Linked DNA regions of Mus musculus: regions 1, 2, 4 and 5 are each linked to region 3. A link is a contact called in public HiChIP or PLAC-seq and promoter capture Hi-C data. All regions are on one chromosome and are shown on one strand. Each heading gives the region's core, a stretch centred on a gene start, on an enhancer-like site or on the middle of the called end of the contact. The rest is flanking DNA. Distances are from core to core; before and after follow the strand shown. Region 1 holds the start of Lurap1 (leucine rich adaptor protein 1). Region 2 has its middle 9.7 kb from the start of 1700042G07Rik. Region 3 holds the start of Mast2 (microtubule associated serine/threonine kinase 2). Region 4 overlaps Lrrc41 (leucine rich repeat containing 41). Region 5 holds the start of Rad54l (RAD54 like (S. cerevisiae)).

The links. Promoter capture Hi-C pulls out the DNA fragments that hold promoters and counts their contacts. HiChIP or PLAC-seq counts read pairs in DNA pulled down with a chosen protein or histone mark.
Region 1: an H3K4me3 HiChIP or PLAC-seq map of neural tube shows a contact between it and region 3, with 4 times the contacts expected there. The contact joins the promoter of Lurap1 here to the promoter of Mast2 in region 3. A contact is called at or near these places in 11 of 39 promoter capture datasets (the C10 cell line, the HPC-7 cell line, cranial neural crest and 5 more), 1 of 15 datasets of contacts at CTCF or cohesin (the NIH/3T3 cell line), 5 of 484 Hi-C or Micro-C datasets (the Ba/F3 cell line, CD8 T cells, Sertoli cells and 2 more), 19 of 115 datasets of contacts at active chromatin or transcription factors (the NIH/3T3 cell line, astrocytes, bone marrow-derived macrophages and 12 more) and 4 of 9 other capture datasets (adipose tissue, liver, macrophages and 1 more).
Region 2: a contact with region 3 is called in a promoter capture Hi-C map of embryonic stem cells. The contact joins the enhancer-like site here to the promoter of Mast2 in region 3. A contact is called at or near these places in 10 of 39 promoter capture datasets (the C10 cell line, the HPC-7 cell line, cranial neural crest and 7 more), 3 of 484 Hi-C or Micro-C datasets (the AtT-20 cell line, cerebral cortex and embryonic stem cells), 6 of 115 datasets of contacts at active chromatin or transcription factors (astrocytes, bone marrow-derived macrophages, embryonic forebrain and 2 more) and 3 of 9 other capture datasets (adipose tissue, embryonic stem cells and macrophages).
Region 4: a contact with region 3 is called in an HNF4G HiChIP or PLAC-seq map of pancreatic cancer cells. The contact joins the enhancer-like site here to the promoter of Mast2 in region 3. A contact is called at or near these places in 5 of 39 promoter capture datasets (the C10 cell line, cranial neural crest, embryonic stem cells and 1 more), 1 of 115 datasets of contacts at active chromatin or transcription factors (pancreatic cancer cells) and 1 of 9 other capture datasets (liver).
Region 5: a contact with region 3 is called in a promoter capture Hi-C map of embryonic stem cells, with 4 times the contacts expected there. The contact joins the promoter of Rad54l here to the promoter of Mast2 in region 3. A contact is called at or near these places in 13 of 39 promoter capture datasets (the C10 cell line, the HPC-7 cell line, cranial neural crest and 7 more), 1 of 15 datasets of contacts at CTCF or cohesin (the NIH/3T3 cell line), 2 of 484 Hi-C or Micro-C datasets (embryonic stem cells and forebrain), 9 of 115 datasets of contacts at active chromatin or transcription factors (the 230-238 cell line, bone marrow-derived macrophages, embryonic forebrain and 4 more) and 3 of 9 other capture datasets (adipose tissue, liver and macrophages).

The regions. Positions count from the first base shown.
Region 1 is chr4:116,141,592-116,146,906 of GRCm38.p6, reverse strand. It overlaps Lurap1 (leucine rich adaptor protein 1), which reads left to right and starts at 2,291. Exons shown (of 2, transcript NM_026547.1): 1 at 2,291-2,610. The coding sequence starts at 2,413.
Region 2 is chr4:116,180,443-116,185,648 of GRCm38.p6, reverse strand. No RefSeq gene overlaps it. Among named protein-coding and RNA genes, the nearest start is that of 1700042G07Rik, 9.7 kb to the right of the region's middle. Within about 2 kb of position 2,683, at least 70 of the 459 cell types and tissues checked have an H3K27ac peak or open chromatin away from gene starts, as enhancers often do. A contact at or near this core is called in adipose tissue, astrocytes, cerebral cortex and 1 more, where this site is marked.
Region 3 is chr4:116,459,874-116,465,895 of GRCm38.p6, reverse strand. It overlaps Mast2 (microtubule associated serine/threonine kinase 2), which reads left to right and starts at 1,673. Exons shown (of 30, transcript NM_001369061.1): 1 at 1,673-2,160. The coding sequence starts at 1,981.
Region 4 is chr4:116,095,219-116,101,148 of GRCm38.p6, reverse strand. It overlaps Lrrc41 (leucine rich repeat containing 41), which reads right to left. Exons shown (of 10, transcript NM_153521.2): 7 at 5,918-5,930; 8 at 5,235-5,357; 9 at 4,931-5,006; 10 at 4,040-4,826. The coding sequence ends at 4,607. Rad54l (RAD54 like (S. cerevisiae)) reads left to right here. Exons shown (of 18, transcript NM_009015.3): 11 at 536-610; 12 at 751-881; 13 at 1,402-1,512; 14 at 1,688-1,811; 15 at 2,131-2,209; 16 at 2,485-2,664; 17 at 3,528-3,691; 18 at 3,778-4,194. The coding sequence ends at 3,988. Among named protein-coding and RNA genes, the nearest start is that of Gm52704, 9.7 kb to the right of the region's middle. Within about 2 kb of position 4,593, at least 21 of the 459 cell types and tissues checked have an H3K27ac peak or open chromatin away from gene starts, as enhancers often do. A contact at or near this core is called in pancreatic cancer cells, where this site is marked.
Region 5 is chr4:116,122,385-116,127,839 of GRCm38.p6, reverse strand. It overlaps Rad54l (RAD54 like (S. cerevisiae)), which reads left to right and starts at 4,151. Exons shown (of 18, transcript NM_009015.3): 1 at 4,151-4,778; 2 at 4,858-4,944. The coding sequence starts at 4,776. 2510003B16Rik (RIKEN cDNA 2510003B16 gene) reads right to left here and starts at 4,000. Exons shown (of 3, transcript NR_131048.1): 1 at 3,724-4,000.

The DNA.
Region 1 (5,315 bases), core at 1,042-3,541, 320 kb after region 3:
AAAAAAAAAAGCTCTAGGCCATACTCAGCTACACAACTGAGGCCAACCTGGGCTATATGAAACTGTGTCTCGGAGGAAAACAAAGTGCATGTATTTAAGCCTGAGTCTGTGGCACAAACAGGTAATCCCAGCACTAGGGAGGCAGATGGGCCTCTTAAGTCGAGGCCATCAACAGACTCAAAAGAAAAATCACCCATATAGTTCTAGGAAGTCAGTATGTAATATTTAAATTTAGAAGGAATGGTAGAAAATTGTTTAAAATTATGAATGGTTGGATTGGAAAGATGGCTTAGCAGATAAGAGCTCACATTGCTCAAATAGAACCTGAGGTCAGTTCCCAAGAGCTATATCAGATGGTTCACAATTGCTAGTAATTCCAATTCTAGGAGATCTGAAACCCACTTCCGACCTCTGGGGGGACTTGTGCTTACATATATATCCCCCACAGAGACACACAGATACATAGATACACATGTAGTAAATAAATAAATAAAAATCTAGAATTATGAGTAGCTAAACACACACACACACACACACACACACACACACACACACACAAACTAACAAACAAAAAAACCCACAAAACAAACTGAAAGTGGTTTTTGGGAAGTAGGCCCAGAGCTTTGAAAGAATAGAGGGAAGAGATTTTTTTTTTTCATTGTACATCTTTTTGTAACAGTGGGTTGGAAATACTTGGATTAAAATCCCAAACAGAACAAAACAATCTTTTTTCTTGGCCCTTTTTTGTTGTTGTTGTTGTTTTGTTGTTGTTTTTTTTTCAAGACAGGGTTTCTCTGTATAGCCCTGGCTGTCCTGGAACTCACTCTGTAGACCAGGCTGGCCTCAAACTCAGAAATCCGCCTGCCTCTGCCTCCCAAGTGCTGGGATTAAAGGCGTGCCACCATGCCCGGCTCTTTCTTGGCCCTTCTTTACCTGTAGAATTAAGTCCAAACAGCTTAGAAACATAACCGTGTCACTTAGTGTGGTTCTCAGAACTGTAGCATGGCTATCCCCCTATAGCTTCTTAGAAATGCAGACTCAGGCTGATGAGATAGCTCAGCGGTTAAGAGCACCATCAGCTCTTCCAAAGGTCCCGAGTTCAAATCCCAGCAACCACATGGTGGCTCACAACCATCCGTAACAAAAATCTGATGCCCTCCCTCTTCTGGAGTGTCTGAAGACAGCTACAGCATACACACATATAATAAATAAATAAATCTTTAAAAAAAATGCAGACTCTCAGGTCTGGGGCTGGGGCTGGGGCTGGGGCTGGGGCTAGAGATGGCTCAGCAGGTAAGAGCACATACGACTCTTAGAGAGGACCCGAGTTCAGTCCTAGCACCCATGTTACATAGTTCACAACTCTAAGTCCAGCTTCTAGGGATCTGTTGCCCTTCTGTGGCCTCTAGACACCTGTACTCATGTGTACATATCCCTACATGAACATACTTTTAAAATACTTGTAATTAAGATAGAAAATTATCTTTAAAATTAATCTTTAAAAAAGATTTTAATTCCTGGTAAGGCAGTGGCAGGTGGATTTCTGTGAGTTCAAAGCCGGTCCACTCTACATAGCAAGTTCTAGGCTATGGACCACACAGTGAGACCCTCTCTGTAAAAAAAGAAAAGCCAGACTGTGGTGGCACCTGCCTTTAACCCCAGTAGAGGCAGGAGGATCTCTTAGTTCCAGGACAGCCTGGTCTACAGTGGGTTCTAGGGCTACACAGAAAAACCCTATCTTGGTAAAACAAAACAAAAGCCAATGCAGGACCTCAGGCTCTAACTTGCCAGGGTTTTCAGAGTACCCATATTTACAGTCAGTCTTAGGAAGCACCTCTTTTGTTAGCCCATGTAAGATGAACATCAAGATTTGTGGATTCCTTCAATTTTAATAATGGTTGTTTCTCACTGGCCAGGGGGATTGCCCTTCTATTACTCTTTCAGCTGATTTCTAGATGCTGGGAGGTGTCTGTGAACTGAGTGGCTGTATTCTAGCCCCTGTAACAGGCACAGCTCCTGAGCAGAAAGCCTTCCAAAACCTCTGCAGCCGTGTTACCTCGATTGGGGCTACTTTTCATCCAGAAAATATTTATTAGCTTCCTGCTGCGTGTCTAGTTGGTGCCAACACAGGGAGAAGGCACTGAGCTTTCTTTGAGGTCTTCAGTTCCAAATCCAGGATCACCTAGTCGAACGCCTCCAGGGCTAGAAGTTGTGTGCATACCACTCGGTACCTCGCTCCCCCAACTGCGCGGCTTTTCTGAGCGTTACGGCGCCCTCCTCCTGTTCCCCCACCCCACCCCCCGCGCGGGGCGGGCGGGGATCCACGGGTTTCGCTCCGCGTTCGTAGCAGAGAAGGGAGGACCCTTGGGAACCGGACCCTGGTCGCCCAGTCCTGTTCTGGCTTGGGCCCACATGGAGGGGACCGCGGAGTCCCAGACGCCGGACTTGCGAGACGTGGAGGGCAAGGTGGGCAGGAAGATCCCTGAAGGACTGCTCCGCGGGCTTCGAGGCGAGTGCGAGCTGGGAACCTCTGGGGACGTGCTGCTCCCGGGGGCGCCCAGCACCGGCCACGGCCTAGGGGACAAGATCATGGCGCTGAGGATGGAGCTGGTGAGTGTGGGTGCTACAGGCCACGGGGAACGGGATATTTGTAGGGGCAGGGGCAGGTTCCCGGAGTTGGGCTGGAGAAGAGGGTCCTTCCAAGATCAATCCATACATCCTGGGTTGAAAGCAGAGTGAAGTGACGTCTCATTATTTGTCTCCCAAGGGTGAATGAAGGGTTGATAGGTCCTGAGAACTGAGAGTAGGAGGCACATCTCTTGGAAGTTTTCCCTGCCCAATAATCGGAAGGAGAGAGGCGAGGGCTAAGTAGCACACAAAAAAAACTTAGTACAGCGCAAATTCTTCCCATCGGCATCCGGGGCCACCAATTTCTTCAGACTCCACTATAAGGCAACCGTTTTCTGCCCCCTTCTCTGGCAAACAGGGGAAGAGGTTTTGTTCTTAAGGCCCTAGGGTGTTCGTGTCAGGATTCAGAAAAAAAAAAAAAAAGAGCTTTGGTGAGGTAATACCTGCTGGAAACTGCCTGCACTGGTGGGGCACACTAAAAACCTGTCCTTTTCCTAAGCATCCCACCATCACGGTATTAGACGTTCGAAGACCTTAATAGAGGCACAGTAGCACCACAGTACGAGTTGGTCCTTCACCTGGGGCTCAGTCTCAGACAGAGTCTCAGGGTCTCTGTACCTTCTTGCAGAAAGGGGGAGGAAACAGCCACACCTCCCCACCCCCTTCTCTGGTAGCTGTTGGTCTGGTTTCTGAGCCAAATGGGCAGCCGGGTCCCAGCGGTCTCTCCTGGGGCCCTGGTTCCGGTGAAAGAGATGAATTACACCTGCCACCACTTTGCAGCCAGTTCTGGAGAACTGAGGAACTGCCAGCTACTCACTGGCTCTGAACCAGAAGCCCACACTGGCTTAACAAGTCTTCCTGGGGCCCCACTGTGTGCACAACCTGTGGCAAGCAGATCTGGAAGGGTGGAAGGAAGGACATGGGACCTTGAAGGCAGGTCCAGGGCTTTCATTCTATGGTAAGAGAGGCTAAGAGAACCTTCGGAGCTGAGTGGTCAGAGAGGATCGCTGAGGGCAGGATCTGAATGCCAAGTGTGCATTTGGCTTTGAAGGTTGTATCTGAGTGCCAGATTCTGCTGAGCAGGGCTGTGGCTGTATTCTCCTCTTAAAGAGGTCTGGTTTGTCTCTTTGTACAAATTGCTCAAGGCATAGAGAGAGTTTACCTAGTTTGTCCTTTGAAAACTAAGGTGTTTTGTTTTGTTTTATTTTTGAGATGTGGGCTTACTGTGTAGCTCAGGCTGGCCCCAAACTCATATTCCTCTTATCTCAGGCTCTTGAGTGCTGGAATTATGGGCATGTGCTACCATTCCCTGCTGGAAATTAAATTATACTTAGAATATAAGCCATGTGTTAACATCCAGGATGGTACAAGGTGTTTTTCTTTTTAAAGAACTTTAAGAAACTTTATGTGTAGGAGTATTTTGCTGGTGTGTGTATGTGTGTATCACATGCATACCTGTTGCCCATGGATGTCAGAAAGAGCATCCAATCAATTGGAACTGGAGTTATGGATGGTTGTAAGGTACTATGTGGGTGCTGGGAACCTAACCTGGGTGCTCTGTGAGAACAAGTGCTCTTGACTGCTGAGCCACCTCTCCCCAGCCATTCTTCTCGGAGGTCCTGAGATTGAACCCTCTCACACGCTAGGAGAGCGCTCTACAATCCAGCTGTACCACGGCTGCTATGTGATGTCTCCTCCATGCTTGGCTTGATACATGGTATTTCACAGATGAAAGAATGAGGTAAGAAGAGGTTAAGCAGTTGCCCAAGGTCACTCAGGAAAGTCAAGTCAGGATTGGAGCCCAGATCATCTGGCCACATTCATCATGAAGACATGCTTTGTGCCAGATACTTTAGGCACACTTTGTGTCATTGAAATGAGAAAAGTTTCAAACGCCCATGGGCTTGCTTCTCATACAGGGAATCCGGAGGCCAGCCTGACCTCTGACTCTCATTCTTTATAAACTTTGAGGGAGTACATTTAACTTCTAATTTCGTCTTTTAACTTTTGGCCCATCGAGCCTGGGGTCTAGGTTTCCCATGAACAGTGTACCAGTAGAGGAGGAAGATCTCCAGTCAGGCTCCTTTCTCCCTCAGGCCAGGAAAGCATTGATTTCTTCTTGTACTCTGCTCTACCCTCTGGTTTACTGAAGCACAAGGGTAGGGCAGGAGGTTTGAGGCCAGTAAGGCAGAGCTGACCCAAGCCCTCTGATATGCCCCTCGCCCTGCTCTCCTTGTGTAGGAGCAGACACTTGCCCTTCAGGCTAAGGTCAACCCTGCTGTTGGCTTCCTACTCTTGCTTTGTTTCCCTAGTCTGTAAAGAGCCAGATTCTGAGATGTGTGGGAATGGCAAACAATGGCAATCTCTCAGTCCACCCAAAGAGCTGTTGCTATGAGAAGCCACCCCCACAGAGCAGTTTGTGAGAATGTATTAGGCAAAGAATGGAGGAAAGACATGGGTTCAAATCTTCTCTCTGCTTCTGATGTGTTTGCTGTCTTAAGGAGGGCCCTGTCTCCTCCTTGTCTTTAGGGCTTTTTACCCTTTGGTGGAGGAAATAGGGGATAACTGTAGAACTAGACACCTGTTAAGAGCTTTTATTTTACTGACAATGTTTAATGCCAGCAGTCAGTTACCATGGCTCTACAAATTGGTCTTCCGGCTTTTAACCTGAGGCCCGATTTGGGTTG
Region 2 (5,206 bases), core at 1,434-3,933, 280 kb after region 3:
ATTGCTGGCCGGGAGTTCAGAATGAGGCTGTGTTTCTAGGGTTAGACAAATGACATCACCTCCAGGAAGTTTTCTCTATTTCCTTCTCTGGTCCTCACTAATCTTCCAGTCTACATTGCTCCACTTAAGAACATCGGTCTTAGTACTTTCCCTGTCGTTTTAGAGAAAATGTCAGTTACTATTGTGAAAGTATGTTACACACGCTTTATCCATATCTCAGCTCTGTACTTAAGTCTGAGCCTCAGTTTTTCTCAGCTATGAGGTGGCACAGAGTATCATCACCCTCTCTCGACAACCCAACCCCTGAACTAACATAATATGACCACAGCCAAAGATACAGCCTGGCACTAAAACACCATATGGGGAGACACACCTATCTGGTCCTGCCCCGTGGTGACATCATCCTCACCACAGACAGCATCCTCTTTTCAGACTCAGAACAGCCCAAGCCAGGGAACAGTCAATCAGCCATAGGTAATCATACTCCATCCTATATATGGATATAGTAATTGCCAGGCAAGATTGAAAGATCCTGATTATTAAGGACTTGTCTACTGGTACGGCCACTGACATGTTCAAAACTCAATTCAGCTTCTCAACCAATATGTTACTCTTTCTTCTTCTTACCTCTGAAAATAGCATCACTAAAGACCCAAGCTGGAAATAAGCACAACGTTCTCATGCTTCCCACTAGAGTTTGGGGTCTTCAAGGTCCCCCAAAGGTCCATGTGTGGAAGGCTTGGTCTCCAGCCTCTGGCACTACTGGGAATGAAGGAAAGTCACTGAAGGCATGCTCTTAAAGGAGGTATTAGGACCTCAGTCCCCAGTTCCATTCTCACACTTACTTCTGGCTGCCTTTAGGTCTTCTAGGATACATTGAGTGACCATAAATACAAAGCGGCAGGACCAAGCCCCATGCACTGAAAACTTTAAAGCCCTGGGTATTTTGTCATAGCAACAGAAAGCTGACTAACGTGTCTTCTTACTCATGTCTTCCATTCAACCCATCACTAAGAGCTGCCGCTCCGATCTCAATCAGAGCTATCCACTTCTTTTCATCCAGAGGCCACCACTGTCATTCTTTCTGCCAGTCCCCTTCCCTGTGACACTGCCACACCATCCTCCATTATAGCTCTCCCTGCCTTTACACAGTCTCTGGGAACCCAACTCCTACTTTTACTGAAAAGCCCTCAGAGGCTGTCAGAATGAAACTAGTCTTGGTAATGTCAAGACTCCATCTTACTGTTTCTGCGTCATACCTCATGTGTCGCTGTGTCCTCTTTCTCGACCACGCGGTTCCCTGTCACTAACATTCTTCTTCTCCTCCCCAGAGTTTCCCAGACCAGCATCTAATCATATGTTCAGACTTAGCTGGGATTTCTACCCTGCCAGGGTTTTGACTCTACCAGCCCCCCAAAAGGCTAAGGGTTCTCATACCACCTTGGAAGAATGGCTCTAAATACTGTTCTTTTTCTTTTTGGTTTCTCGAGACAGGGTTTCTCTGTAGCCCTGGCTGTCCTGGAACTCACTCTGTAGACCAGGCTGGCCTCGAACTGAGAAATCCGCCTGCCTCTGCCTCCCAAGTGCTGGGATTAATGTGCGCCACCACGTCCGGCCTAAATACTGTTCTTAAACTCCCTTCTCCCTCACAACATACCTTGTCTCTACCTATTCCTGTTACAACTTTATGATAAGAAAAACAAGATTTGTCAAAGTTGAAGGAATGTCCAAGGCTAAACAGTAAATGGCTAGAGCAGACCTAAAAGCCAAGTTGGTTTATATGTTTGCTAATGAAAAGAACTGTATTGTTTTAAATGTTTTCTTTTCTGTGTATGTCTGTCCACCAGACATTGAAGGACAGAAGAGGGCATTGGATCCCCTGGAACTGGAATTCCAGACGGTTGTGAGCTGCCGTGTGGGTGCTGGAAATTGAACCTGACTCCCTGTAAGAACAGCCAGTGCTCTTAACTTCTTAGCCGTCTCTCCAGCCATGTTTTTCTTTTCTTGTGTCTTGTTTGCTTGCAAAGAAGTTTCACTAGGTTACCCAGGCTGGCCCTTAAACTCCTGGGTTCAAATAATCCATCCAGCTCCTGAGTCCAGAGTAGCTGTAAGTAGAGTGAGCACCACTGCTCACCTGATGTGTCGTTGGCTACAAAGCTTGCTCTGGCATGCTGTAGTCAGCGCATGTTTCCATGCTTGTACATATAATATAAGCACTCTTCACCACAGGCTGCCACACAGTTCTGGCAGCTCTGGTTCCTGAGACTGGAGCTCCATGCAGCCCTTCCTGCTCCTAGCAGATCCCCTGTGAGAGGTGAGGAAGTCCCCAGGACAGGGATGGGTCAAATTAACCAAACTTGTGATCTGAAGATTCCACCAACTTTGCTCACTAACCTTCAAGTTTTCCCTACCACAAACCTGCCACAGACCTCTAGACCAGTGTCCCGCCTGCTCATTGTCACTCCTATTGGGCTCTGAGTCCTTTAAAGGGTTTGCTAGGCATCGGTTTTCTTCTCTCAGCCCAGTGCCCTACATTAATTATCCCGCCAAGGAATTTCCATCTTCTACTCTCAAAAGCCTGATTCCTAACCAGAAGGGAATTCCTATCTCAGGTCCCAACGCCCTTAGGTCAGGGCTGGCAGGGAGACGCACTTCCAGCCAGGCGCTGGCGCCTGTGCGCCTCCTTCACGGGAAGAATGCCTTTACTAAATCCGGAACGGATTTGCATCACTGCAGCAAGGGAAGGGCTCAAGGATCTCACAAAGCTCCAAAGCTGAGTTGAGGGTGCGGGCGTCCATCCCACCCTAGCCCCAGAACTGTCTAGGCTGCCGAAAGGCAGTGAGACATGCACCCTGGGATTGGGGAAGGAGAGAGGTGATGAGATGAGAGAGAGAGAGAGAGAGAGAGAGAGAGAGAGAAGGCGCGAGCTAGTCCAGCACACCCCACACCCACAATTAAGAATCTTCCTTCTAGAGGCAGGCGGACTTCTGAGTCCAGGCCAGCCTGGTCTACAAAGTGAGTTCCAGGACAGCCAGGGCTACACAGAGAAACCCTGCCTCGAAAAACCACAAAAAAAAAAAAAAAAAAAAAAAAAAAGAATCTTCCTTCTAGTGAGTAGTAGAGCACTTGGAAGGTAGAGGCAGGCAAAATTCTGAATTTCAAGCCAGCCTGGTCTACAGAGTGAGTTTAAGACAACTAGGACTACACAGAGAAACCCTGTTTCCCAAAAACAAAAAAAAGAAAAGAAAGGAAGGAAAGAAAGAAAAGAAAACTGAGCACTAAACAGTTGGGTCTTCTCAGGTCCTCCTAGCAACTACCTCTAGAGCCCTGGGGGTGGGGGTGGGGGACGCAACTTAGTGGCTCCTGCTGTGCTCACAGAGCATAGAAGGCATCAGCCTTGTCTCACTTCAGGCCTGTCTGAGAATTCCACTCGACTCATGCTGTTTCTTAGAAGTCTTTCTCATGCTGCATCAGCTAAACTCTTGCCAGTCCTTTAAGCTCATCTTAAAAGGCGCCTCTGCTCTGGGCTTGGTGGCACACACCTGTAATCCTAACATTTGGGAGAGTGAGGTAGGGGGATTTGCATTCAAGACCAACCTAGCAAGTTCCAGGCCAGCTGAGACTACATAGTGAGACATTGTCTCCAAGGGAGACAAAAAAGACCAGAATCAAGACCAGAATTCATTCCTGTGGGGTACCTGGCAGGTGATAGGAAGAGATAGTGGCTGTTGTGAGGCTGTTGTCATATCATATTCCCTTTGTAGGCCTTGGATTCCTCTCTCACTCTTAGACAGACCTGGGTGAGACGACCCTCTTAGGGCTGCCTCCAGCCCCAGTCCTATAAAACTAGTGATTTCTTGCATCTCTCAGCCTCTACAACAGGATGCTATCCCAGTGGTAAAGTCCCTACTGCCCCAGGCCCCTGAGAACCAGACTCACTCAAAAAGCCTGGAAGCCTTGTTTACAGCCTCTTTTCAACACGTACACACTGTCTTATGAACACCAAAGGACCAACTCAGGGCCACCTGATTACTACTCCAGTCTCCAGCCCTCTCCAATAAACAGTTCATTCCTCCATCCCAACCTCAGTGCCCATCGCATACCCTGCTGGGACGAAGCTCTTCGACCTTTCCAGCGGGCCACTTGGACCACCTTTCCCTAAGACTCCTATCCATGGGCTCGCATTACCTCCCGAAGCCACACAGAATTGACGCTAATCTGAAGCATCAGATTCAGAGGAATCTGACTCGCCATTCCAGTTCTGTGACACCCTAGGCAGGTAATCTTAGACATGCTATTTACCCTCCTTGGGCTTCAGCCCATTAATCTATTAACAGAGCAATGAAGACATGAGCGGGGAGGGGCATCTTCCTGTAAAGTGCACACTTAGCATAGTCAAGAGGTCCTGGGTTCAGTCTGTAGAACAAAACTAGACACTGCTGTGACAGTTGTGGACATTTCTTCTTCTCTTTTTCTTTTTCTTTCTTTCTTTTCTTTTCTTTCTTTCTTTCTTTCTTTCTTTCTTTCTTTCTTTCTTTCTTTCTTTCTTTCTTTCTTTCTTGTTTTGTTTTTGTTTGTTGAGACAGGGTTTCTCTGTACAGCTCTGGCTGTCCTAGAACTCACTCTGTAGACCAGGCTGGCCTCGAACTCAGAAATCCACCTGCCTCTGCCTCCCAAGTGTTGGGATTAAAGGAATGTGCCCCCACTGCCCGGCTACTTGTGGACATTTTATAAAATTTATGAAAACACACATCATTGCAAGAATGTCAAATTGTAATCATTATTTCTGTCTGCTATTTGCCTTCATTCTTTCAGGAAACTATTTAATGGGTTCTTTGGAAACTAGGTACAGAGATATTTGAGGCAGAATTTCTCCAAATATAACCAGGACTGAATAACTTTAAGTGCAGCCAGATGTAGTGGCTCACACCTCTGATCCCAACACTCAGGAGGCAGAGGCAGACAGATCTCTGTGAGTTCAAGGTCAGCCTGGTCTACATAGTGAGTTCCAGGACAGCCAAAGCTACATAGTGAAATCATTTTATAAATGTTGCCCTAGCTACACAGAGAAACCCTGTCTCACAAAAACAAAAACAACAACAACAAAAAATGTTGCCCTAAGGACTCAATTATAGACTTCAATTAAGGTGGTTTGAGGCTCAGAGAGGTGGCATGCTTTGCCAAAGGTCACACAGCAGGTCTAAAT
Region 3 (6,022 bases), core at 424-2,923:
CCTATCATGTAGCAGAGATAACTATAAATAGTGGCAATAGTGGCAACAGCATGGGCTAATAGAAAAAAAGAGGCAGGCAGAGAATGGATTTTGGATGGTGGCCTTGCCTTAGAAAGTGTACACTTGACTGGGCGGTGGTGGTGCACACTTTTAATCCCAGCACTTGGGAGGCAGAGGCAGGTGGATTTCAGAGTTCAAGGCCAGCCTGGTCTACAGAGTGAGTTCCAGGACTACAGAGAGAAACCCTGTCACCAAAAACAAAAACAAAAACAAACAAAAAACAAAGAAAAAGAAGAAAGTGTATACTTCATCTTGAGCTTTATTTTACTAGTCTAAGCAAAGACAGTATTACAGAGATTTTTATGAGAGTCTTTGGGAAGATGGATCCTAAGAGAATAAGACTTGATGCAGGGGAACTAGTTGGGAGAATTTCCCACTTAAACAGGTGAGGGAAGGCGGAGCTGGGTAAGTTAGTACAAATGGGATGAAAGGAGAAGGCAGATTGGAAAGATATCGAGTTTACAGACCAACAGGCCTTGTTCATTATTAGATATGAGAGATGAGAAGAAGGAAGGAACCAAGGATGGCTTTCTGTTTCTACCGAGTCAACTGGATGCATGGGGAGGACCTGGGACAGGGAACGTAGAAGATAGCTTCATGGGTTGTCCCACACACTGCTTATGTGTGTGTGTTCTGGTACCTCACAGGCCTTCGTTTGAGTTCTCTTTGCACTATAACTCACCCCGTTCCCTCCACTGTACAATGAACACTGCAATGACCTCATTATGTGTATGTGAATTGAATGCAGTGTCTGAAATCAGTAGGCTCCATCGTATTAGTCATTATTACTGCTCAGAAAGGGTTCAGGGAGGAGGCTAAAGATACATGAATGAAACAGGCAGGAAAAGCTTCTGGGAATGAACTCTGGTTAGGTCAAAAGAGGAAAAACAGCGTTGTGGCAGACTAGCTGAAGCCAGAAGGAGGCCAGGCATGGCTGAGCTGTCTGCCACGTGTTGTTAAAGCAGATGAGTCATTGGAAGGGGCAGGTCAGGCTGCCCAGGCCGCAGCAGGCTGGACCGTGTCTACAGGATGACTTCATTGTCAGTGGGAAGCCCAGATCTTCCAAAGCCTTTTTAGTCTCGCACCCCTAAGGAATACATCACTTCTTTTACAGGACTTTACACACTGTCACACTGTGTGGAACTGTCAAAGGCAGTGTAAACAAGACAGAGCGACAAGAATGGGAACCCTCAACTAATGGGAGGGTTTATTGGGACATATTGATATGTCTGTGACTGGGCTCGTTTCCCTACATCTCAGTCTCCTTATTTCTAACATGAGGATGAGCTAACTAGTCTCTGAAGCGTAGGGGAGAACTAGGTGAGCATCTGCTGGTAAATAGAGTGTTGGTGTCCCCCCTCCCGTTGGAAGTCTTTTCCCAGTCTGGACAGCGTTCAGTCCGGCAGGCAGTGTGTACCAAAGGGATGAATGGAAGAATCAAAGGGCGTCCTGCAGCCGACGCGGGCGCGCCGGGAGCCCCGCCCCCTTCCGCTTCAGAGCGCGCGGCGCGGCCGCGGGCGGGTCTTCGCGACCGTTCGCCAGCGCGTGCACGGCTGGCCGCGCTCTGTGGGCGGCAGGCGGGCTTGCCGTGCACGCGCGCGAGGGGCGGGCCGGGCGGGCTGGCGGGCCGGCGGCTGGCGGCGGAGCCCGCGGCGGCGGCGGGTGGCCGGCCGAGCGTGTGCCGGGCGGCGGAGGGCGCGGCGGCGGCGGCTATGCTGCCTCCGTGAGGCGCGCCGGGAAGGTCTCGGCGCCTCAGCCCACAGGAAGCGCGGGGAAACCGCGGGCCGGGTGCGGGTGGCTTCAAGTGCCCGCCGGGCCATGTTGGCCGCGGACCGGGTTTGCCGCGGCAGCGCTGCGGCCCGGGGCCGAGCCAGGCCGGCGCAGTCGCGGTGCTAACGCCCGCGGGGCCCAGACGCGGAGATGAAGCGGAGCCGCTGCCGCGAGCGGCCGCAGCCGCCACCCGCCCGCCGGGAGGATGCGGCTCCGCGGACGGCCGAGTTGCCCCAGCCGCAGTCTTTGCCCCCGCGCCGGCGAGCGCCGCCCGGGAGGCAGCTACTGGAGGAGCGGAGCGGGCCTTTGGGGCACGACAGCAGGGAGCAGGTAAGGTGGGCTGGGGTCCGCCAGCGAGGGTGGGCGCCGTGGGGGAGGGGTCCTCGCGGGAGGATCGGGCTGCGGTGGTGAGGGTGGGGACTACTGAGTCGGTTAGGAGGAGTGGGAGGTCTGACGAGGCTGAGGAAAGGGGAGTGGAGAAATGAAGGTGGGGGCCTGGGGTTGCAGTTGGACGTGGGGTAGGGCGGGTCTGAGGAATGAATAAAATGGTCTTGGGGGGTAGCCTGGGGCTCTGGATGGAGAGAATGGGTGCTGGAATGTGGGCAGGGTGAATGAGCAGCAAAGAGTAGGTTTACTAAATGGAGTTATCTAGAGGCGTGAATAGTTTTAAGGGAGAAATGCCAGTTTGATAGTGTTGACTGGTCTTAGAGTTTATCCCCACAGTTATAAAAACGGGGCATTTGCAAGCATTCTCATTTGGTGGCCATTATACTTTTATAAGCAAGTATTCAGAATCGTTAACGTTCTCCTCAGTAACTATCTACCACTTTAAAACCACTATAAAAAGTGCCTGAATGTGTCCAGTCTCAAGGCCGGTGCTGTGGACAGAGAATCTGTAGATGAAGGCTCTGCTTTCTAGTTTACCCTTAATGGGAAAAGAGATAAAATGTAAAAGTACTCATGGGATTCTCGAATGTACAGGATGTGTAATTTAGTAGACAATAGTAGGTGTATTTATGAGTAGGGAATAAAGGTCGCCAATATTAGGATAAACTTGCTACTCACAGCTGAAGGAAGTTCAGTGAAACGATATTGACAGGGACTTTGTAAGATACGTAATCTCGTTGGATTTTTAGAAAGAATGTTCTGTAGTAATGAACTCCCCTGACAGCATTGCTTTTGTACAGCTTTGCTTCAGACCCCAGTTGAGACCCCATCTTTGAGGCTTTGAAGTTCCAGGTCTCCTATCTTGCTCCTCATATAAAGTAAATGTTCCTATGCATCATTGCTTTGAATTACACTCTGTTAGCCTATGGTTTTAAAATTTTCCGCTTTTTGTCTCCCCACTTGATTCTTTTGGTCTTTGTCATGGCTTCTAGACTGCTGACTGTGTAATCCCCCTCTAGTACCCGTTCAAAACTTTTGAAATATATTTCCTCTACTGACTTAGTTTACCTGGTGCGGTTGACCTTAATGCATGCTTCAGTAAAGTGCTTAAGGCTGTTTGATTCCGCCCCGCCCTTATTTTCTTTTTAAGTTTTTTTATGATTTACTTTTAGTTTTTATGTGCACTGGTGTTTTTCCTTCAAGTATCTCTGTGTGAGCGTGTCAGATTACCTGGTAATGAGCTATATACAGTTGGAGCTCTCACATGGGTGGTGGGGAATTGAACCTGGGTCCTCTGGAAGAGCAGCCAGAGGCTGAAACTCTCCAGCTCCGATTCCCCTCTTTTCAAAAAAGATCTTTTTATTTTCACTTTTTTGCAGCTATGAGTGTTTGCCTGCATGTATGTTAGTGCTTCATATAGTTTGGAAACCAGAAGAGGGAGTCATATCTCTTGGAACTAGAGTTGCAGACAGTTGTGAGCTGCTGGTGGCTGCTGCGAACTAAACCCAGGTCTTTTGCAAAGCAGCAAGTATTCATAATTGTTGAGTCATTTCTCCAGCCAGCTCCCCTCTTTTTTAGAGATAATTTCTATATTCACACATCCTTAACAGTCACAGAGGAAGAACCGGCTATCCTTTTCTCTGAGGCTACATCGTTGGTACACACACCCTTTGTCTGTTAAAAGTCTTACTTATATTGTTCTTTGCCCTATAGCTTAAATAAAAAGTATAATTTTCTTGAAACGTGTAATTTCCTCTCTCCTAATATGCTTTATCTTGTTGCCTTTAACCAACAACATTTTGGGGGGGGCGGTGCGAGTTTCGAGACAGGGTTTCTCTGTATAGCCCTGGCTGTTCTGGAACTCACTCTGTAGGCCAGGCTGACTTCAAACTTAGAAATCTACCTGTCTCTGTCTCCCAAGTGCTGGGATTAAAGGCGTGCCAATAATCTTCTTGAATTTGTATTTTATGTCAGTTTCGTGTGTGTGTGTGTGTGTGTGTGTGTGTGTGTGTGTGTGTATTCCTAATATTATGGTTTGCCTTGTATACTTAGTGCTTTCCCCAAACTGCCTTCAAGGTCATGAGTAACTTTTTTTTGGCTTGCTTTTTAAATTGAGATTTGTTGTAGTTTAATGCATTAATCTAAGGTTCATTTAGTGTGAAATTTTACAGACAAATATAACCATATGTCCATTATTCAGGCCAGGGTAGAGGACGTTTCCAGTTCTCTTACTTTATCCTATTGATTACCCTTCGTTACTGCAGTTAACCACTTTTCCCACCCCAACAGCATAGATTACTCTTTAGCTAAAACTCATAGAAATAATATCGTGGCGTTTGTACTCTTTGTTACTGAATTATTTCATTAAAATAATTCCTGTGCATTCTTCTGTGTTCCTTATAGAAATACTTTCCTTTTTCATTGTTGTATAATTTTCCACAGTGTAGCCATACTAAAACTTATTTTGCAACTTAAAATAAGGTGTGTCTGCCTGTGAAAACATTGTGAAAGAGTTACAAAGAGAATTCTGCTAATGGGTCAGTGAATTTTTTTTTAATGTAATTAAATTTGATAGTTTTCCCAGGTGTCATCTTCTCACTATGTGAACTATTTGCCATTGTTGACCATGTGTTGTGGTCCTGCCAACCCTCCTCCTGGGAATATTCATCTCACTAGTGTTTCTTGGACTGTTCTCTTGTGCTTTTTTTCATTCCTTTCTTAAAACATTCTTTGAAGGTAATATGCTTGGTCCAAATGTTGGTTCTTTCTTGTTCACCATTCTTTAGCAAGCTCCTGCATGGCAGGGGATGGCCGGAGAGCAAAGGTCTGTAGTCTTTCATTCATATATTGATTATAGAACCTCCTGGTAGAGGCATTTGAGTCTTTAAGCCTGATTGTCTCTTTAGATCTATGTTGATAACTTTGTGCTTAGTGTATCAAAACAAAACTCAGTGCTATGGAGGGGGGAGAAAGGGAAAGTAGTGTGTGTGTGTGTGTGTGTGTGTGTGTGTTGAGTCAGAGGACACCTTTGGATATAATTCTTCAGACACCATCCACCTTTTTTTTTTTAAAGATTTTATTTCACATCTTTCTTTCTTTCCTTTCTCTCTCTCTCTCTCTCTCTCTCTCTCTCTCTCTCTTTCTTTCTTTCTTTCTTTCTTTTTTAGCTTTTTGAGACAGTATTTCTCTGGGGAGGCCTGGCTGTGCTGGAACTCTTTCTGTAGGCCAGGCTGGCCTTGTACTCAAAGAAATCCACCTGTCTCTGCCTTCTGAATGCTGGGATTAAAGGCATGCACCACCACTGCCCCAGCTTACTTTCCTCTTAAAAATTATGTGTACATGTGTGTTACTTGTGGGTATGTATATAGGATTTCAGGTGTCTTTCAAGGTTAGAGAAGGTGTTGGGTACCTCAGAACTGGAGTTATAGGCAGTTATGAACCTTACCATGAGTGCTGCAGGCTCAGTTCAGGCCATCAATCAGGTAGAGCAGCAAGCATTTTTTAACAGCTGAGTCATTCTCCCACCTCCTATTTGTATTTTGAGACAGAGTTTCTCACTGCCCTAGAGCTCATCAAATAGACAGTGCAAGCCAGTGAGCCCTGCAGATCTGTCTGGTTTTGCTTTTTAAAAAACAAAAACAAAACAAAACAAGGTCTCACTGTATGGCCCCTGGCTGCCCTAGAACTGACTTTAAGATCAGATTGGATTCACACATACAGAGATCTTCCAGCTTTCACCTCTTATGTGTTGGCATTAAAGGTGTATGCTATCATGGCTGGGTTTGTTTCTTTTTTTTAAGCTTAA
Region 4 (5,930 bases), core at 3,344-5,843, 370 kb after region 3:
AAGGACTTACTGGCTGGAGTTACGTAACAGCTGGTGCCTGTGCAAATACAGATGGACGCCTCCCAATAAAGACCTATAGCTTAGGCACTGGAGAGTTGAGTTGGCTTAGTGGTTAAGGTTAAGTACACGAGTTGTTCTTGCAGACGATTTCCAACACCTATGTGGTAGCATCTGTAACACCAGTTCCAGGAGAGCTGGCACCCTCTTCCTCTATCTGAGGGCACCAGGCATGAACACAGTGTGTAGACATACATGCAAAAAGAATACTCACAGCCGGGCGTGGTGTCGCACGCCTTTAATCCCTTAATCCCAGCACTCGGGAGGCAGGCGGATTTCTGAGTTTGAGGCCAGCCTGGTCTACAAAGTGAGTTTCAGGACAGCCAGGGCTATACAGAGAAACCCTGTCTTGGAAAAAAAAAGAGGACTCATGCCCATAAATAAATATTTACTATAAGTAGAGTGAGTCTTTTGTCCTTTAGTTCTTATTCTGCTGCATCAGTTTCACCTCCCTTGTGCCTTTTCCCATTTCCCCTAGGTGCCTGATACGGAGAACATCTGATATCCTCTCTAAGTATCTGCCCGTGAAGATTGAGCAGGTGGTTTGTTGTAGGTATGAACTTGCTTGAAAGGCGGACAGTGAGTGGGTTAAAGCTTAGCTTCTGAAGTGTGGCTGAATTTCAGTGTTCTCAGGGTAGCTGTGTGTGTGCTCCAGTCTTTTCTATTGAGCTACACCTGCCCTTTTATTTTCAGGCTGACACCCCTTCAAACTGAGCTATACAAGAGATTTCTGAGACAGGCTAAGCCTGAAGAAGAATTGCGTGAGGGCAAGATGAGTGTGTCTTCCCTGTCTTCTATCACCTCTCTAAAGAAGCTGTGTAATCGTGAGTGCACCCATACCCGGTATCTTCTGTGTGAGTGAGCAGGGAGCGGAAGTTCTTGTGAATAGGCTGCTGACCTTCACCAGAACTTCTCTAGAGACCCCATGGAGGCCACATGTGGACTCTTCTGAATGACACCTTTACTTTGGCAATTTTATAGTCTTCTGCCCAGCCCATCCTTAGTGCTTGAGATGTGTTGGACTGTGTATGTGAGTGCTTGTCTGCACCCATCCTCTTGAACAAGAGGCAGAAAGAAAAGTAACAGATGGTTCCTTTTGTTGTTGGGAGAACATTGTAGTGAGTGATGGTGAGGCTTCCAGATGATACTGGCTACACCCTGTGGGAACTTGGGAGGGTGTACCCCAGGTGAGTCTAGTTGTGAGACCTATGTCAGCGCCAGATAGCCAGAGGGTGAGCACTGAAGTACAAGCTTCAGACAATCAAAGGTGCTAGCATTTTCCTATGGATTTGTTTGGTTGATTGGTGGTTTGTTTTTTTTTTTTTTTCTTTTTTTGGTTTTCAGATCCAGCTCTAATCTATGACAAGTGTGTGGCAGAGGAGGATGGCTTTGAGGGCACTTTGGGTATCTTCCCACCTGGTTATAACTCTAAAGCTGTAGAGCCACAGTTGTCAGGTGAGCCCACCCAATTAGCAGATGGTCAGTCTCCTTGGAGGAGGGAATATAGGATAAGGCTAGGAAATTACCTCTGTGCTGAAGCTATCCTGTCTGAAAGCAGGGTATCAAGTATAACCACCGCAGGCCACTGGGATGACCAATTGTGAGGACTGATAATAGCCACTTTTCCCAGGTAAGATGCTGGTCCTTGATTACATTCTGGCCGTGACTCGAAGCCGTAGCAGTGACAAAGTCGTGCTGGTGTCTAATTATACTCAGACATTGGATCTCTTTGAAAAGCTGTGCCGGGTTCGAAGGTAGGGAAGAACCTAACCAGGCTGGCTAGCAAAGGGATGTGTCTTCCTCACTGACACTCTAGGAAAATGATTAGATTTTTCTGATTATTGGATGTTTATCAAGGTGTGGCTATATGAGGACTTTCTCTTACCTCATGACTGTGATGGCAATAGCTCTGTCTTTACACAGATCAGAATTCCTGCCCTTCTCTGTCCTTCTCTTAGGGAAGCCTTGGACTATGCGTGAGCAGCCTCAAGCATGGTTAATCTAGTCTTCTTGGTAGCCATAGTTCCAATTAATTTATGCTTCTTGGGTCTTGATATTTGGATCTCCCTCAAGGTACTTGTATGTTCGCCTGGATGGCACGATGTCCATTAAGAAGCGAGCCAAGGTTGTGGAGCGCTTCAATAGCCCATCGGTAAGTACAGCAAGCGCAGGAAGGATGTGTTGACAGAGCAGCTGTGTGGTGGTTGTGTTTCATTGCTTTATTTTTGTTTTGTGTTCTGGTGGGTGTGATAAGATGAATCTGGCTTAGGAACTGACTTTGTGGGTTGGGAAATTGAATGATAGGCAGACCAACCTGTGGTCCTCAGTGTGAGTATAGAAAAGTGTTGGTGGAGCTAAGAAGGATCCCAGTTTAGTTTCCAAGTGTGTGCATCCTATGCTCTCCTTTCTTGTTTCTTTTCTTCCCAGAGCCCTGATTTTGTTTTCATGCTGAGCAGCAAAGCCGGGGGCTGTGGTCTTAACCTCATTGGTGCTAACCGACTGGTCATGTTTGATCCTGACTGGAATCCAGCCAATGATGAACAAGCTATGGCCCGAGTCTGGCGTGATGGTCAAAAGAAGATCTGCTATATCTACCGACTGCTATCTGTAAGTATGTGTATGAGTACACTGTAGCTGTATTCAGACACACACCAGAAGAGGGCATAAGATCCCATTACAGATGGTTGTGTGCCATCATGTGGTTGCTGGGCATTGAACTCGGGGTCTCTGGAAGAGCAGTCAGTGCTCTCAACCGCTGAGCCATCTCTCCAGCTGGTTTTCAAGGCTTTAGTAGAGATCATCTTACTCTTTCATCCTTTCTAGCTTTCTTATACTTACATGTTTACTTTAAAACCTTAATGTTTCTAGAATCTTCCACCTTGTCCAAGAACTCTTCCTGCCTCAGCCTTCTGAAGAACTGACCCTCTTTGTTGCTCTTGGCTTCTAGTCCACCTTTTTTTCTGGAGTCAGCTCAGAGAGAATCTGTTTTCAGTGCTTTCTGAACTCCTCAACTCTTCGATCATTCCTTTCATGAGACCCTGAGTATTACTTAACAGGTTTTTGCAATGGTACAAATCTATTTATATAGTTAGTCTGCATATTGAATGAAGTGCTCTGTGACCTCTGTGATAGCGATCATACTTCATTCTTTCTTGTATCCTATTACTAGTATATGACCTGACATAAAATTGTCGGATGATACTGAATGAGAGTTGGGCTTGGTGTGGAGGGCACTTTGATACAGATAACCTGTTTACACTCAACCCATTTAGCCAGGCTGACACTCTCCACTGATGCTGAAAATGGTCGGGACAGACAAAGCAGCACAATTCTTGGCTCCAAAACTAGGAAAATGGATCTCTGCTAAGGCAGATAATTGCTCTTTCTCAAGATGTTTGCAGCCCCTAGGTTTTCCTGCTCCCTCAGCATCTACAGGAATGGTTGAGTTCTACATTTCATCCCATTTCTAGGCAGGAACAATTGAGGAGAAGATCTTTCAGCGGCAGAGCCACAAGAAGGCTCTGAGCAGCTGTGTGGTGGACGAGGAGCAGGATGTGGAGCGCCACTTTTCTCTTGGTGAGCTTAAAGAGCTGTTTACTCTGGATGAAGCAAGCCTCAGTGACACACATGACAGGTATGTGGAGTTCCTTGTCATTATCTCTTTGCTACCTGACCAGCACAGAAATCCGTAGTGACCACAACTCTGTCCTCTGACCCCAGATTGCATTGCCGCCGTTGTGTAAACAACCGTCAGGTCTGGCCACCCCCTGATGGTTCTGACTGCACTTCAGACCTGGCTCAGTGGAACCACAGCACAGATAAACGAGGGCTCCAGGATGAGGTACTCCAGGCTGCCTGGGATGCTTCATCTACAGCCATCACCTTCGTCTTCCACCAGCGTTCTCATGAGGAGCAGCGCGGTCTTCACTGATAATCAGCTGGTCTGGATGTAGTTGTTTGGGAAAGGATACAGGGAAAGGGGGTTCTCTGCCTCATGAGGCTCTGCTCAGTTTTATTCTCTGGGAGAAAATCATCAAGAAGGGCTGCATGATGTTTGCCCAAAATTTATTTTATAAGAAAAACTTTTTTGGTTTAAAAAAAAAAAAGAAAAAGAAAGGAATAAAGGCATGAAAGGGACTGAGGCCTGGGAACACATTGGTAAGCCCAGGAGGGAAGAGGCCTGGTGTTAGGCATTCCTATACTTCTCTAAAGCCTGGGTGCCTGCTTGAGGAATGAAGCAGGAAACCCCAGAGCAGGGGTAGGGGGTGTTTTCCTCAGTGACGATAGAGACCCGTAACCTCCTGGCCTGGGGTTCCCAGAGTACTGAGTAAGTGGCCCAAAGCCTCTGAACTCAGCGGTGGGAATGCCTTTGCTGGGCCTCATCAAGGCCTCCAGGACCTCAGTGCAAGGGAAGATGAAAAGGAAACAGAAATAGACAAAGTGGCAGAAAGAGGATGACAGAATCAGTGGTTGGGGATTCTGGGCAGCCCACGGCTCAGTCCCTGCAAGCTGATGGTACTGAGGATGGGCCTGTGAGGTATGGGCCCCATCACATGGTGCTGACATAATCTGCAAAGGCCTGGGTTGAGTCCCATGAGTCGCTAACCACGTGGCAGGTAGCCCGGAGTCGCCGGATTGCTTCTCTTGCTGTGACTGCATCCTGGTCCAGCCAGTTCTGGAAGAGGCGTAGGTGACCAAAGGCTCCTCGGCCCCAGCGCTCCAGTCGTTTGGCAAACTCCAAAAGCCCATCTGGCTTGATGCAGTTGGAACTGGTAGGGATGCCATGAATTAGATATCCAGGAAGCAACTAGGCTTTTGTCTACATTGATATCCTTTTCTTCCCCCATCCCTTGTCTCCTAACCCCTAGCATACCTGATGTCCAGCTGACAGAGAGAAGAGGAAGAATCCTCTGAGAAAACATCTGCTAGGGCTAATAGGCCAGCGTTCCCTGGCGAGGGAGAGAGGAACACTCATTAACTCTACTCACAAACAAGGAAACAAGGGTATCCTATCCCAGCTCCAACCTGGGAGAACCCTAGTCCTAGCAGTTCTGAATACCCAGTACTCAAATACCTATATTACAACCTGGTCAGTACCTTTACCCCAAAAGTTTCTAGTTCCTAGTTCCTTCTTTCCCTCCCTTCTCCCTTCCTCCTCTCCAGGGTATGGTCCCTACCCAGGCGGTTCCCTGGTAGTCGAAGGCCCTTCAGTGTAGAGTTGCCCTTCATAGCAGCAACCATCTCAGGAAGAAATTGGACTGGGCGCTTCTCAAACAGACGGCAGAAGGAGAAGGTAATCTCTGTCAAGAGAAAGTAGAATATTCAGATGACTGAAGCAGGGGTGGTGCTGTCCTCCTGTCCTAGGTTGGCCTAGCAAGGTACTGTGAACATTTATACAGATCTGAAAAGGATAATCTATATAGATCCGAGCAATATTGGAACTCAATTCAAATAGGACATTGAGCCTGTTTGAGGAACATCTCTGAGGATAAATTTTTTATCCACTTCCCGCTCTCTATATATAGTCACTGATGCTTTTGCAGGGGGGGAGACTAGTCACAGTGAGTGTCTGACTAGTCACACCCACACACAGTAGCATGTTTATTTCTCCCCACTATCTTTTTTTTTTTTTAAATTGAAACCACCAAGGTGCTACCACCATTTCTGACAGCCCCTTAAAACAAAACAAAACTGGGTGATGTACTAAAACTTGGGATATTAGAAGGAAGGTCATGTAGGTTCCATATCCTTTATAGTCAAGGAAGATAGAGACCTGGGAAAACAGTGGTTTGCAGACTGAGATCATGACAAAGCTACAGTAAGGACACAGGAATGCGCAGGCTCTGGGTTAGGAACTTACCTTGAAGGGTCAG
Region 5 (5,455 bases), core at 2,902-5,401, 340 kb after region 3:
CCCCTGGGTATAAAAAAAGAAAAAATAAGAAAGGAAAAAGAAAGAAAAGATGACAAATATTTGAACATAGGGAATGTTTCCAGAAATATTTGAAACTCAAGTTATCAATATATAAAATTGTTACTAAAAGAATAAGTATACAAATTGGGAACCTTGAGTGGTTTTTACTATTAAAAAAGTATTCATACTGTCAGAAGTAAACCAAGCAATATATTAAACTTTAAAAAATGTAGTTATTGCCGGGCAGTGGTGGCACATGCCTTTAATCCCAGCACTTGGGAGGTACAGGCAGGCGGATTTCTGAGTTTGAGGCCAACCTGGTCTACAGAGTGAGTTCCAGGACAGCCAGGGCTACGTAGAGAAACCCTGTCTCAAAAAACCAAAATAAATAAATAAATATATAAATAAAATTTAAAAAAAAATTAAAAAACCCAACAACAAAAAAGCCCCCAAAACAACCAAAAAACAAAAAATGTAGTTTATCAAGGCATAGTAATTCCTGCCTTTAATCCCAGTCACTCTAGGGGCAGAGGCACAGAAGCCTTCAGAGGTGCACAGTGAGAACCCAAACCCTGGTCTTCTAGAATAGCAGGACGTGCACTGAACCACTGGGCTATCTTTCCAGCCTCAGGCCCTCACCCTATTGACCAAGCTAGCTGGAATTTTTTTAAAAATCTTAAAAATTTCATTTCAAATGTTATGTTTTGCCTGCATGTATAGACATCTGTATACCACATTTGCGCCTAGTGCCTACAGAGGCCAAAAGAAGGTATTGGGTCCCCTGGAACTAGAGTTACAGATAGTTGTGAGCCACCATGTGGGTGCTTGGAATTGAATTTGGTCCTCTGGAAAAGCAGCCAGCCCTCTTATCTCTGAGCCATCTCTTCAGCCTCCTAGCTGGATTTTTAAATTTTTTTATTTTCAGTGAAAGGGTTTCTCTATGTAGCCTGGCTCTCCTGGAACTAGCTCTGTGGACCAGGCTGGCTTTAAACTCAGAGATATTTGCTTGCCTCTGCCTTCAGAGTGCTGGGATTAAAGGCGTGCACCACCACACCCACTCCTAGCTGTACTATTTGATTCTTGGCTGGTTAGAGACTTCACAGATCCCAGGGGATGGGGCTCCTTTCCTTTCTCTCATGTTTCCATGATTTTCCTGTCTTTCTAGTCTGCCTCTTCCATAGCTAGGCATGATGTTGAAGCCCTGTAATCCTAGCTTTCAGGAGGCTGAGGCAGGAGGATCTCAAATGAGTTCTAGACCAGACGAGGCTACATAGTGAGATGTCTGCATATGACTCAACAAAGAACAAAAACAAAACCCAACCTAAACCAGAGCAACAAAACCAAACCAACAAACCCAAACCTCCCAAAGTCCCTGTGAAAAAGATGTTGCTGTTGTGGGGCCCTCTCCTGAGAGAGACCCCACTCCAAAGGGTCATCTTTTTCTTTTTTTAAAGATTTATTTATTATTATATCTAAGTACACTGTAGCTGTCTTCAGATGCACCAGAAGAGGGCATCAGATCTCATTACGGATGGTTGTGAGCTGCCATGTGGTTGCTGGGATTTGAACTCAGGACCTTCAGAAGAGCGGTAGGTGCTCTTAACCACTGAGCCATCTCTCCAGCCCCTATCTTTTTCTTGAAGTGAAAGACTTAACAAGTTGAACAAACAGCACAATGGCCAAAGAATGGAAAAACCAGACTCTATCAACTTCTTTAATCTTTAGGGGTGAAAAAGTCACAGTATATGTGTGTTTCCAAGCCAGATTAAGGGACAGTAGAGCGTTGATCATATCTACCTCACGCCCTTCTCTCAGAAAGCACAGCAGGAGTGGGGCCACTCCCTATCCAAATCAGGCTCAGCTACATATGCCACTTGTGATAAAGCCAGTTAGGCTTCTGTTTCCCTGCTAGAGAACTGGTTTTTCAGAAATCATATGATTATCAATCTGCTAATTTAGCTGATATACTTGAAAGGCCCCAGCCCCCACTGCAACACATCCTGTCCTCCCTGGTCCTTTTTCCTCCCCTCCCCTCTGACTACATAAGCTAGTCCCAATACTTCAATGAATGAGCTGTCCTGTGAAACAGTCTCCTGGGTTGGTTCACCCCTGCCTTTCAGCACCAAGACCCTGCTCCCCTGATCCTCTGCATCCTGATGGCCACTGGTGTACAATGGCTGAGGGGCAGGGGCGGGGGGGGGGGGAGGTAGGCCCACAGATATAGGGTTAAAAATTAGGGAGGTTGGAGGTTGAGCCTGGTGGCATAGGGCTATAATTTTAGCACTAGGAAGTAGAAACAGGAGGTTAGCACTGGATACATCAGACCCAGTCTCAAAAGAAGCAAAACAAACCTTCAAAAAGGAAATACTTGCCAGGTGTGGTGGTGCACGACTTTAATCCCAGCACTTGGGAGGCAGAGGTAGGTGGATTTTTGAGTTCGAGGCCAGCCTGGTTTACAGAGTGAGTTCCAGGACAGCCAGGGCTATACAGAGAAACCCTGTCTCAGAAAAAAAAAAAAAAAAGAAAAAAAAAAAAAAGAAGAAATTGAGATTAAAAAAAAAAAAGGAAATACTTATATATTTTCTAGGGCTAGGTAGAGTTTCTTTCCTTTAAAGAATATTTCTCTGTTATTAGAGCGTGTATGTACATGATGTTTGTATGAGGGTGCGCATGTGCCATGCTGTACATATGGAGGTCAGAGGTCAAGTTTGTGGATCAGTTCTCTCCTTTCACCTTGGTGTGGGCTGTGGGCACTGAACTCATGTCCTCAGGCTTAGGTGACACATGCTTTTATCCACATCCACACATCCCTTATACCCCCCATTTTGAGACAGATTTTGACTATACAGCCCAGGCTGACCTCATAGTCATGGCAAAGAAGTTAACTGTTCTTTTTGTGTATGTGATTTTGTTTTTCATTAAGTTGCTCACAGCCTTCTTGTCTCCCAGCAAGATATTCCTATGGAAATTAAAATTTCTTCGGTTCATTGTTCCCAAAAGCCAAGGAAAGGACATAAGTATCTCTTTAGTATATCCTCATTTCTGCTAGGCGGGCTGGGGATGACAGAGGGTCATAAGTTTAAAGATAACCGGGTTACACAGCAAGACCTTGTCTCAAATAACAACAAACCTCAGCAGTGACCGCCTCACGAAGTTCTACCACTATGCTATATTCCTAGTGCCCCCAAGACACCACACACACACACACACACACACACACACACACACACACACACGACAAAATGGGGACAATAAACCTTATCTGAGGATAGTAAATGATTTATAATAGCTAAGGAGATCCTTTTAAGTAGATAGTGATTAAGTGTAATGGGCATGCTATTTTGATTAGTGAGCACTTAGGTAATACATGGGGGCTATGTTAAATACTTTGAACACTTTTTTTTTTTCCCGTTCTTGGAGGGTCTTTCTACAGAGCTGTCGCTGTCCTGGAACTCATTATGAAGACCAGGCTAGTCTCACAGAGATCTGCTTGCCTATGCCTAGTGAGTACTATAATTAAAGGCCTGCGCTACCAGGCGCAGCTACTTTGTTCACTTTAATTAGACCCTGTGAATAATCCCTTAGGAGAGGTACTATAATAATATCACTTAAAGGAAAAACGGATTTTTAGAGAATGGGTGACTATGCCCCAGGAAAAGACAGCTAGCTTATTTCAAGACATCTCAGACCAATTGGCAGTGCAGCACCAACACCTCCGCTCACCTTTTGACTGGCCACTGGCCTTGCCTGCTTCCAGCTCAGATTTCTGCTCCAGGTCTGGCACAATAAAGAGCCTGAATCAAATTCCCAAAAATGTGCTGCCTTTTGAAATCTATTCCAGTAGCAACTCCTCCGCACAGTACTTCGGTGCAAAACATCTATTTGGTTCAGCTGCTTCGGCCAAAGGCAGGAGCCAGGAAGAGGGACCGTTGGCAAGTAAGAATTCTGGCACCTGCCTGTTGCTGCCACCAGGATAAGCCACAGCTCCTAGTGGTCTGTTGAGCCTCTGGGCGGAAATCCAAGACCCTTATTAGCCTCAGCCCTAGGCCCGCCCCTTCCTTTAGGCCGGATCGTCGAGCGTCAAGTTCACTGAACGCAGCCAATAGGGGACTGTGGTGGCAGAGTGGCGGGAGGTTCGATTGACACTGCCTGGAGGCTCTTAACGCGCGCTTTGGGAAGAGGAAGAATAAGGGGAAAGATACCGGAGTCGCTCTTTGCCTCTCTTCAGCTTCTAAGATTCTCCTCCTCCCAACCTGGATTTTTAACTGGTCCTTCCTGGGTTCCTGTTTAACTTCCCACAAGGCGTTCCTAGGTCTCTGCTTGCCTTCCTCACACTGAGGTTTGATGTCGGTCCAGCTCTGGTAAATTCTATCCCTCTCCTAAGAATTCAGGCGTCTCGCCTTCGTACTTAAGACTGTACTTTTTCGTAGGTGTTACTCTCAGGGAAGCAGCCCAGCTAGGGACGTTATTCCAACTCCACTTTGCTCATCTGCAACTTCAATCTGTCTTCTTTCCCATCCTAGATTTAGACCCAGCTCCGCTTGGACTTGGCTTTGGATATTTTGACCTTGAGGAACTTGGGGACCGACATTCCTGGTTTGGACCCAAGCCTCATCCTCTGATTGCATCCCCTCCCCTCATACCGACTCTTAAGACAATATTTTCAATGATATAGCAACTTCCTTTTATAGCATCCCCTGGTCCTGCATTCTCTGTTGCTGAGTGCTTTTAACTTCGCTGATGGGCACTTGACATTTGATGCTTCTGGGGCCAGGATGGTAAGTGTGACCTTAAGCTGACTTAAGGGGCCTGGCTGCAGGATCACTGCAGGAACTCACTTTCTGTTCTCCCTTGCAGAGGAGGAGCTTAGCTCCCAGCCAGTTGGCTAGGAGGAAACCAGAAGACAGATCATCAGATGATGAAGACTGGCAGCCTGGGACAGTAGTGAGTGTTTAGGGGAATAAGGAAAATGAGGTTCATAGTCATCTTGAGAAAGTACCTTTCATACATTTTTGAAGCTTTTTTTTTTTTTTTTTTTTTTTTTGAGATGAGCTTCTCACCAGGTCTGTAGACTATGGTCTGTCTCCCAAATGCAGTGTGTGGTCGTAGGCATGTGCCAGGCACACCTGGCACTTAAGGTTTTTTTTTTGAAACAGTGTTTCTCTGTGTAGCCCTGGCTGTTCTGGAACTCTGTTTGTAGACCAGGCTGGCCTTGAACTCACACAGAGGTTCCCTTGCCTCTGCTACCCAGTGTTGAAAGTGAAGGTGTTTGCCACTACTGCCCCGCGTAAGTAAATTTTAATGAAAATTTACAGTATACTAAGCATTGGAGAAGATTAATAAAATTGTTATCCTTGGGGCTGGAGAGATGACTCAGTGGTTAAGAGCACTGACTGCTCTTACAAAGGTCCTGAGTTCAAATCCCAGCAACCACATGGTGGCTCACAACCATCTG